Regions from separate parts of the Mus musculus genome. Here region 2 is linked to region 1. The links are chromatin contacts, called in public capture Hi-C maps. All regions are on one chromosome and are shown on one strand. Each heading gives the region's core, a stretch centred on a gene start, on an enhancer-like site or on the middle of the called end of the contact. The rest is flanking DNA. Distances are from core to core; before and after follow the strand shown. Region 1 holds the start of Klre1 (killer cell lectin-like receptor family E member 1). Region 2 holds the start of Klra6 (killer cell lectin-like receptor, subfamily A, member 6).

What was found. Capture Hi-C pulls out chosen DNA fragments and counts their contacts.
Region 2: a contact with region 1 is called in a capture Hi-C map of macrophages, with 7 times the contacts expected there. The contact joins the promoter of Klra6 here to the promoter of Klre1 in region 1. A contact is called at or near these places in 2 of 39 promoter capture datasets (cranial neural crest and embryonic stem cells), 1 of 15 datasets of contacts at CTCF or cohesin (large pre-B cells), 8 of 484 Hi-C or Micro-C datasets (CD8 T cells, Th1 cells, bone marrow-derived macrophages and 3 more), 2 of 115 datasets of contacts at active chromatin or transcription factors (effector CD8 T cells and memory CD8 T cells) and 3 of 9 other capture datasets (adipose tissue, liver and macrophages).

The regions. Positions count from the first base shown.
Region 1 is chr6:129,576,544-129,580,865 of GRCm38.p6, reverse strand. Klre1 (killer cell lectin-like receptor family E member 1) reads right to left here and starts at 2,580. Exons shown (of 7, transcript NM_153590.3): 1 at 2,501-2,580; 2 at 749-948. The coding sequence starts at 929.
Region 2 is chr6:130,024,830-130,029,151 of GRCm38.p6, reverse strand. It overlaps Klra6 (killer cell lectin-like receptor, subfamily A, member 6), which reads left to right and starts at 2,198. Exons shown (of 8, transcript NM_008464.2): 1 at 2,198-2,252; 2 at 3,908-4,044. The coding sequence starts at 3,933.

The DNA.
Region 1 (4,322 bases), core at 1,331-3,830:
ACTTTAGCAGTATTCCTCACTGTATTTTAAAAAAACAAGGTAAGTCTGAAGATGAAGGTGGCATTCTGGTCCCTAGAGCTTTGCCACTCAAGCTCAGATTTTCTCTTCCTTTCTTCCTTCTTTCCTTCCTTCCTTCCTTCCTTTCTTCTTTGCTTCCTTCCTTACTTAGCAATCTGTAAATTGTCATCTGCCAATTCCTAATTTCCCTTTCTCTATCTAAGATGCTTGGATCTTCCAGACATTTAAGGCAAGCCTTAAATGATAACCAGAGGAACATCCCAGAAATAAGCCATAACTACATTAGCTGCATGAAACCTTCACAAAGAATTGATTTTATCTTTGCTTATATCCAACTTGTTTTGAAGTCCAAGTCTGAAGGAAATACATTTATTTTTTGCTTGTTTCAGGGTATTATGAGAGTAAAGTTTCAGCTTCTCCTGCACGCAATAACCTGGTCAGAAACCCATCAGACCAACCAAATTCATAATGCCCCAGAACAGGATTCCAAGACCCACTGCCCTGGGCAGCTATATCCAGTAATTTTTTCATATTTTAACTTCTATAATCCTGTAGCCAGGGAGTTCAGTTCTATCCTTTTTCACTTCTTAAAAGTTTATTTTTTTCCATTCAAGGCTAAAGCAAATATCTCTTTAACAGCAAGCAATGTATATCCCTAGTATCTAACAAAACTTGACCTTAACCTGAATTTTCAACAATCTCCCTGTGTTTATTGAATACAATATTATACCTTTACCACTGATGTCTTCTGCTGTGTTTTTGTGCTTCTTAAGATGTTTCTGGTATTTTTTCCTCTGCTCAATGGATGACAATTCATTTGAATTAAGTGTATTCTTAATCTTGTTCTTTGCTTTACTCTTCTGCTGGGAATTCACATTTAGGGTAGAACGGGTTACAGGTGCTTCATCCATCTTTATAAAGACAAAAATGCTGTGAGGAAAGGAAAGGAAATATCGGCATAGCATAATCTGGGGAAATGTACTTTAGTAAAAATGAGTAAAATAACAATTCTAAAAGCTTTTGCGTTGAGGAATAGACATGACCATATGCTTTTATGAGGTATGCTTTCAACTTTGAAGCCTAAAATATATGAAAACATAATACCAGAAACTTAGAGGTAAATTAAGTAAACTAACTTTATTTAGTTAATTCTTTTCTTAAAACAGTGAGGTACTTAGGCTCCAATCCAGCACCTTGTGCATGCTACATAAGTGCTTTATAAGTGGGCTAAATTTCCAGTGTTGTTTGTTTGTTTGTTTGTTTGTTTGTTTGTTTGTTTGTTTTGACAGATTCTCACTACACTACTGACAGGTCTTGAACTTCTAATTCTCCTGGCCAAATTAGTTCTTAAATAAATGTGACTAGGCTGATTGTATAGCTTATTAATACAGCATTTGCTTAGCATGTATAAGGTACTAAGTTTATCTCTAGCAACACACACACACACACAAACACATATGCACAAAAAGAGGCAAGGAAAGAAGGAAAGAAGGAAAGAAGGAAGGAAGGAAGTCTTGTCTTTAATATAAACTGAAAAATAGTATTCAAAGATCCAAGAGGCAGAGGCAGGCACATTCCTGAGTTTGAAGTCAGCACCTGATCTACATAGAAACTTCTGGACCAGCCAGGGCTGTATAGTGAAACTCTTTCACAAACCAAAAATAAATAAAAAATAAAAATTAACAAACAAACAAAACTGAAACAAAAACAAAATGAAAAAAAACAATTTTGAAATAATTAATTAAAATACTTTAAAAGATAAAAATAGCTTATAAACATTTTTAAAATCTGTATTGTTATTCAAGTAGTGTGATTTGTCAAATGAATAAACAACAACAACAACAACAAAACCAAGATATATAAAATACTAAAATATATTAAACTCAAAGTGGGAGGAAAATTAATTGTATGCTATTTGCTAATTTTGACCCTCCGTGGCAGAGCTGAGGAAAACTGACCAGAATGCCATCACTTGTTTGTGACTCAGGTTCCAGAGAAGCTTTCCTGTGAAAATTGTTATATCTGAAAGTCACCATACCAAGCTGGAAGTTGTAGTATCGTTACTTTGGTCTGTCATTGATTTCTGTAGATTGGGAATGAGAATCAAATAAAATGAAAGCTTGCTTGCTTGTGTACTCTGGTTGGTGTTTATTTTCAATTAAAATGCCTTAAACAAGGCTGGAGAGATAGCTCAGTAGTTAAGAACACTAGCTACTTTCCCAGTGAACATCCCAGAACACACGTGGTGGCTCACAATCCTCTGTAACTCCCCATCCAGGCTATCCCATGCGCTCTTGTAGTTGCCTGGAGCACCAGGTACACACAGTGTGCACATGCATATATGCAGACATGACACCAATACGCATAAGATAAAGGTATAATAAACAACTTTAAACCATGCCTTGAGGGAGATTTATTCCCCCTAGAACAAATTATATAAGTTATATGTTCCAAACTCTGAACCAGAAATGATCAGACATACCTGAAGCAAAGAGGGAATTCCAGGCACAGATGTTAAAACTTTAATATGTGCTAATCAGCAGGGTCTGGAGCAGGATATGTAAGACTGAACTGGGAACAGGGGAGGAAGCTGCTTGATCACACTTCACAGCCCCATAGCAAAGTCCTCACTAATGCTTTACATTTCCGTTTAGCACCCATAATATGGGTGAGAGCATAGCTTAAAACTCAAGTAAGATCATGTGTCCATCCACTACTCAATACTCATGAGGCTGTGCATTCATTCCCAGGCACAGCAAGTCATGGATCTTGAAAAAAAACAAGCAAACATTGATGTAATCAAATATTCCATTCCCATAAGAACATTTTCACTACAATGTCATATATGACTCTCTGGAACCACAGCTTAAACACAATCGAGTCAGAATGGCATGAGAATGATGTGTGTGTGTGCCTCTGTGTGTGTGTGTGTGTGTGTGTGTGTGTGTGTGTGTGTGCGCGCGCGCGCGCGTGAGTGTGTGTGCTATTGTGTGAATATGGATGGGTGTGGTCACCCTTAACTTTCATTTGAACTTAACTAAATTTTATTTTAGACAGTTTTCTTCCAGACTATTACTGGCTGACCTGCATGTTTTTCAAAGTATTACCTTTGAAGACTGTAGTACATTCTGAGATATAAATCTTCAGCCTGTTCCCAGACTTATGCCCTAGGAATGCCTCTGTCAAAGACTCAGGTAAAGACATTCCTTAAGAATACTAATACAGTCTTTAAGAAAGAAAGTGTAAACGCCCAGCTCAGCTTCAGAAAGCACAGACTGGGACAACAAACATCTGAGCCATTGGCTGACCTCTCTGTAAAGCCTTCATGGATTTTCCCATTAGCTCATGTTATCTCTCTCTTTTGTTTCTGCTTTTTGCTTCAGAATTGAACTCCATTACTTTCCCCTACTTCTATCATCTTGAATAAGTTGTTTGCCTATTGAATTCTTCCTAGTGGATTTCTCTTTGACTACGTATACATATGCAGAAGTTCTGTCTCATGTTTTGCATCTTTTTTTTGTAAAATTGAAAGTTAAGTAACTAAAAAGATGGGAAACAAAATTACTGTTACTCTCCCCAGGCCAGACTTTCAGAATCACTAAGTGTCTTAAACATTCTAGTAATGAGAAGTCCGGAAAGAAAACAAACAGAGTGGAGGAGATTCTGTGAATTTGCAGCCCCAAAACTGCCACCAGTGGGAAGCATGCTTAAGAGTGGGAGGGTAAGAAAGACTCTGGCCATGAGTCCCCTGAACCAGTCTGTGGAGTCTTATATCCTCCAACTATTCTCATCCTGGGTCTCTTTTCGTATCCCTGATAGTCCCCCTTCACTCAGAGGCCTGGGAAATGGCTCAATTCTCCTAGCTGTGCAGTTTGAGGAGTCTGCCTCACAGTCCTGGGGCCTCTACTATTTATGTGCAGCTGAGATGTCTGGATTCTGGACTTGACAGCAATAAAGAATGTCAAGATGAGCCAAACTGACACAAACTTGGCCTGGTTGTTGATCAGGAGATACAATTTGAATTGTATCAGAGAGAAGTGACCCTCAGGGCCATCAACCTTGGAAAGAGATTTAGGGATTTTGGAATTACAGTATTTAGAGGGAAGAAAGAAAACATTGCAACTCTTTGAAGTATAAATGAAATCACTGGGTCATTTATGAGCACACTAGACAGGCTTACACACAAGAAAGGAATTTTTTAAGAACAAAAGCATGAATGGATAAAGGGATGGATGGATGGGTGGATAGATAGATAGATAGATAAATAAATAAATAAATAAATAAATAAATAAATAAATAAATAA
Region 2 (4,322 bases), core at 949-3,448, 450 kb before region 1:
TAAACACACACACACACACACACACACACACACACACACACACAGTATTAAGAGTCAGGCTTGTCAATGCATATTCAGTTACTCTTCTAGTCTTAAACCATCTTCCATTTCCCAGTGCTTGGATAACCACTGTCACTTGATTTGAAGAACAATTTAAACTTTTTCATAAAAAACAAGACAGCAGGACAGAAAAAACTACAATCAAATGAAAGTGCAATTTAGTGAGAGACTTATATATTCTTATCATGGGAAGAGACTATTGAAATCAAATAGTCTTTTACCTCCTCTCTTTATGCTATTATTATTATCATTGTTTTTGTTACTATCATTGTCATTTGTATTATTATCATTATTATCATTATTATTATCATTATTGTATGATATATGATTAAGGCTTTGTATACGCCAAGCTTGGCCCTACATTGAACTGCACCCTCAATCCCAGTGAAGTGTCTGAAGTATTCAGCATGTGCAGCCTCACTAGTAATGTGCACAGCAATAGCTTTCAATGGAAGACTATTGATGCAAAAACCAGCTTTCACCTTATATGGAATAAAAGTATATTCTGGAACAATTTTGAGTGATCATGTCTCCATGTTCCAATGTGGAAGCAGTTTCATGAAGTTTTGGAGTTTTAAAGAACCCAGATAGTCATGAATCCAGCCAATTTCAGCGTACAATAGTAGATTCATCAGAGAGGAGGTTGCAGCAAGATGGGAGAAATTTTTATATAGGATATCTTAGGACATTCTTAGCCTTCATGTTGGTGGAAGGTAATGATCTGGTAGGTTCATAGGTTACATGAAGTTTTTATCTGCCAGTGACAGGATGTTTGTTCTGACACAGGATATTTATAGGGCTAAACCTAGCATCTGGTAAGACAATTACTTGTTAGATCTACAAAACAACAAAGTTCTCCATTCTCTGGACTTTCAATCTGTCTTTGCTGAAATAGCTTCATTCCAACAATTTTCGTCACAAACCAATGGGCAAAACTCATAGAAGAAAAATCACCTCATCTACTCTCTAAAAAATCAACTGTGAGAATTTTCACTATTTACCAATTGAATGAAAATAAATTAGATGTCATCTGATATCCTATAATCGAGTTCTTTAAATGTCCTTGAATCAGATGATTTCATGCATAAAATGTCTTACCTAGTATGTTCTAAGAATATCACATATAGTTTTTAAACTAACAACAAGAAAATAGTATAAAATATTAGGATATTCAGTAGTAGTGGGTTGTATAATTAATTTATGCTGTACATCAGTAATTATGAATTATACATGGCTTTAAAATCTTGATATATATATATTTCATATATATGTATGATATATATTTCATATATATGATGTATATGTATATTTCATACATATGTATGAAATGCTTGTTATTTATTTATTAACCTGGAATACGTTGGTTTCATGGTATACAGCTATAAGTCTAAAACAGAAAAGAGTGAGAACTGAGGAATGTGAGTGTAAGGTTAGCCTATGCTACACAGTAAGATAAAGCATTTCAAATAACAACAACAAACAAAACAAACCAAAACAAAGTAAAAAAATAAAAAAACACCAGAACAAAAAAAACAAAAAAAACAAAAGAACAAGTCCTGAGTCTGTATTTCAGGGAAAGAATATTTGCTGAGCATTTTCATTGTCTTAGTTTTGATTTTCAGCATCATGACAACATCAGCATCAAAATACTCCATACAGAATGACATTAATGTTCAATGGAAATATTATCTATGATTGAAGATCTAGAAAATTTAAAAGGAAGACTTCAGCAGTGGAAATGTGAGTGCTCAAAAGCATTCTTAATATATACTTAGCTGCAATTAGCATAATTCTAATTCAAGGAATAACTAAAAAAATAGTAACTTAAATGTAATTTCCAACAGTCTATGACAAAATTAGCCTACGAACTTCTCTCCCACTTTTTCCTATTTGTTTTGCTAAAGACAATGCTTTCTCCTCTCAGCAGGAGTGTCCATCATCTCTGTCTTCAAATATAAATTATTCACATTTGTTTTGTCCACCTGATACTATATGTTGTTTCAGATTGCAATAAGCAATTTCCTCTTTTTGCTTTGATGAAGAGGAGGGGCAGAAAATCATGAGGTTGAGTATCACTCGGTGGAAATTTAGTTCTGTCTTTCATTTTTGAAACTTGTAGGGGATATAGACTAGAAAACACCAACTCTACAGACAAATTTTCCCTCACCAGAATCACTCCGGTAGAGACACAGGTAAAAAAAGTAACTGCCTTTTTTTTTTTTCTACCAAACGATCAAATATACTCAAGAGAATTTCAGGTGTTGTGATGTGAGAGCTGGATTGATGGGGAAGCACTTTTTATTGTGTTAGATCAGGTTAACTCTGGCAGCATGTGACAACTGTTATTCTGCACTAACTGTTTTCTTAGGAGTATACTGTGACTTGTGTGCTAAGAAATTAAGGTACAGGGATCTCTGAAGTTCATTACTCTATAACTGCATCAAATGTTCATATATTATCCATCTGAAAATGTAATAATATGATCCAGGTAAAACGGGTCAGTGTGTAAATGTACTTTCTATATAAGACTGACTGACCACGTAATTTGATCCGTGGACTTCACATGAAGGTAGAGTGGGAGGACTCACTTAGTAAAATTGTCTTCTGGACATGTGCACCTCAGTTCACCCAGAAGAAGAACAATAATAATAAATAAGAATTTTGAAAAAGAATTCTGTAATGGAAGGATTCTTTTTTTGTCAATGCAAATTGTGAATCAATTCTGAAAACTTCATAAATTGAAAAACTAGACAAGAATTCTCTCACATGTGCATCTTGCATTTGTTATCTGCTGGCTCTCAGCTCAGGTATTAATGTAAGTGTAAAGTCAGTTATAAATACTATTTACAAATAAATTGATGTCTACTATCAGATGGTATCCATGGGCATCAGCTAATGTGTACTGCATATAGGCAAAATGTATTTTTATATAGCCTCCTCTTGCAACATCATGTGCGTATTTATCATATTTGACTTGGCATGTACATGGAATGATTTGAGATTAAAAGTTCACATTGTATCCTCTATACCTCTCTCTGTTGCTCCCACACCCTAGCTTGCAATGTCCCTTTATGACCTTTCTGTTTGCTGCAGTTACTAAAAGTTACAAAGCATTTGTGACGACTTTGAGCCAGAAGTCTGAGATGAGATAGATTATACCACATTTTTCTTTCTGAGTCTGTTTTATCCCACTCATTAGGAACTTATCTTGCTGAATTCACTTGCCAGGTCCAACCATGGATAAGAATGAATAGAATATGGCTGGTTGAAGAGGTTGGACATCTCAGCTGATTGGGGCTTCAAGACAATATATATTTATGTGCCATGGATTCCCTGCAGAATTAATCTTCAATTAATTTTTGGGAAACTCTGATAGTCATGCATAAATAAAAAAAATGAGAAACAATTAATATTTATGTATTATCAAAATATATAAATAATTCTAAAACAACATTTTTATTTATTCCTAAAATCCTGAGCCTTTCTTTGAAAGAATTATTTAAACATATTTCAATGATATTTTTTAGTGTTTTTATGTGCTGAATATTTTGAACAAATAGGCTGTATCAATGGTAGAATGATTCAGTAAAGTTTTAATCTTTTTCATATTTCGTAGCAATAATTGCTATTACCATTAGAAAGATAAACTAACTTAACAGAAATCTACAATGAGTTCTTACCTGTGATGGAAATTAGGATCAGTCCATGTCAGGGTGTTTGGATTGTTAAGTGAGTTAGTCAGACTCTACCCTTTTTAAGCTCTCTGTATCATCATATGCAGTTATGTTCCCATAGGTGAACATTTTAACATTTTTCTTAGAATTCACTGAAATCTCCATTTTACCAGAGAACAGACTTCTTGTACTCCCACAATGAGTGAGCCGGAGGTCACTTACTCAACTGTGAGACTTCATAAGTCTTCAAGGTTGCAGAAACTTGTAAGGCATGAGGAGACTCAAGGGCCCAGAGAAGCTGGCTACAGAAGTAAGTATTTAAAGTATATAATATCACATGTATTTTTTAATGCATTTTAAACTTTTAAAAATTAGAAATATTCTTAGCTTCTAGGTAAAACTATAATGATCCATCTCATTGGGGTTTGATTATGCACAAGTATGGGAGGAAAGAAAAAAGTATTAATTGGATGGTAATCCTGTACAAAATTATTCAAATCTTAGTTGTAAGATAAAGCAATCAGGTTTAAATTTTTAACAAGAAAGAATAATACATGGCCCCAATTCTATATTTAGTTGTAGCCACCT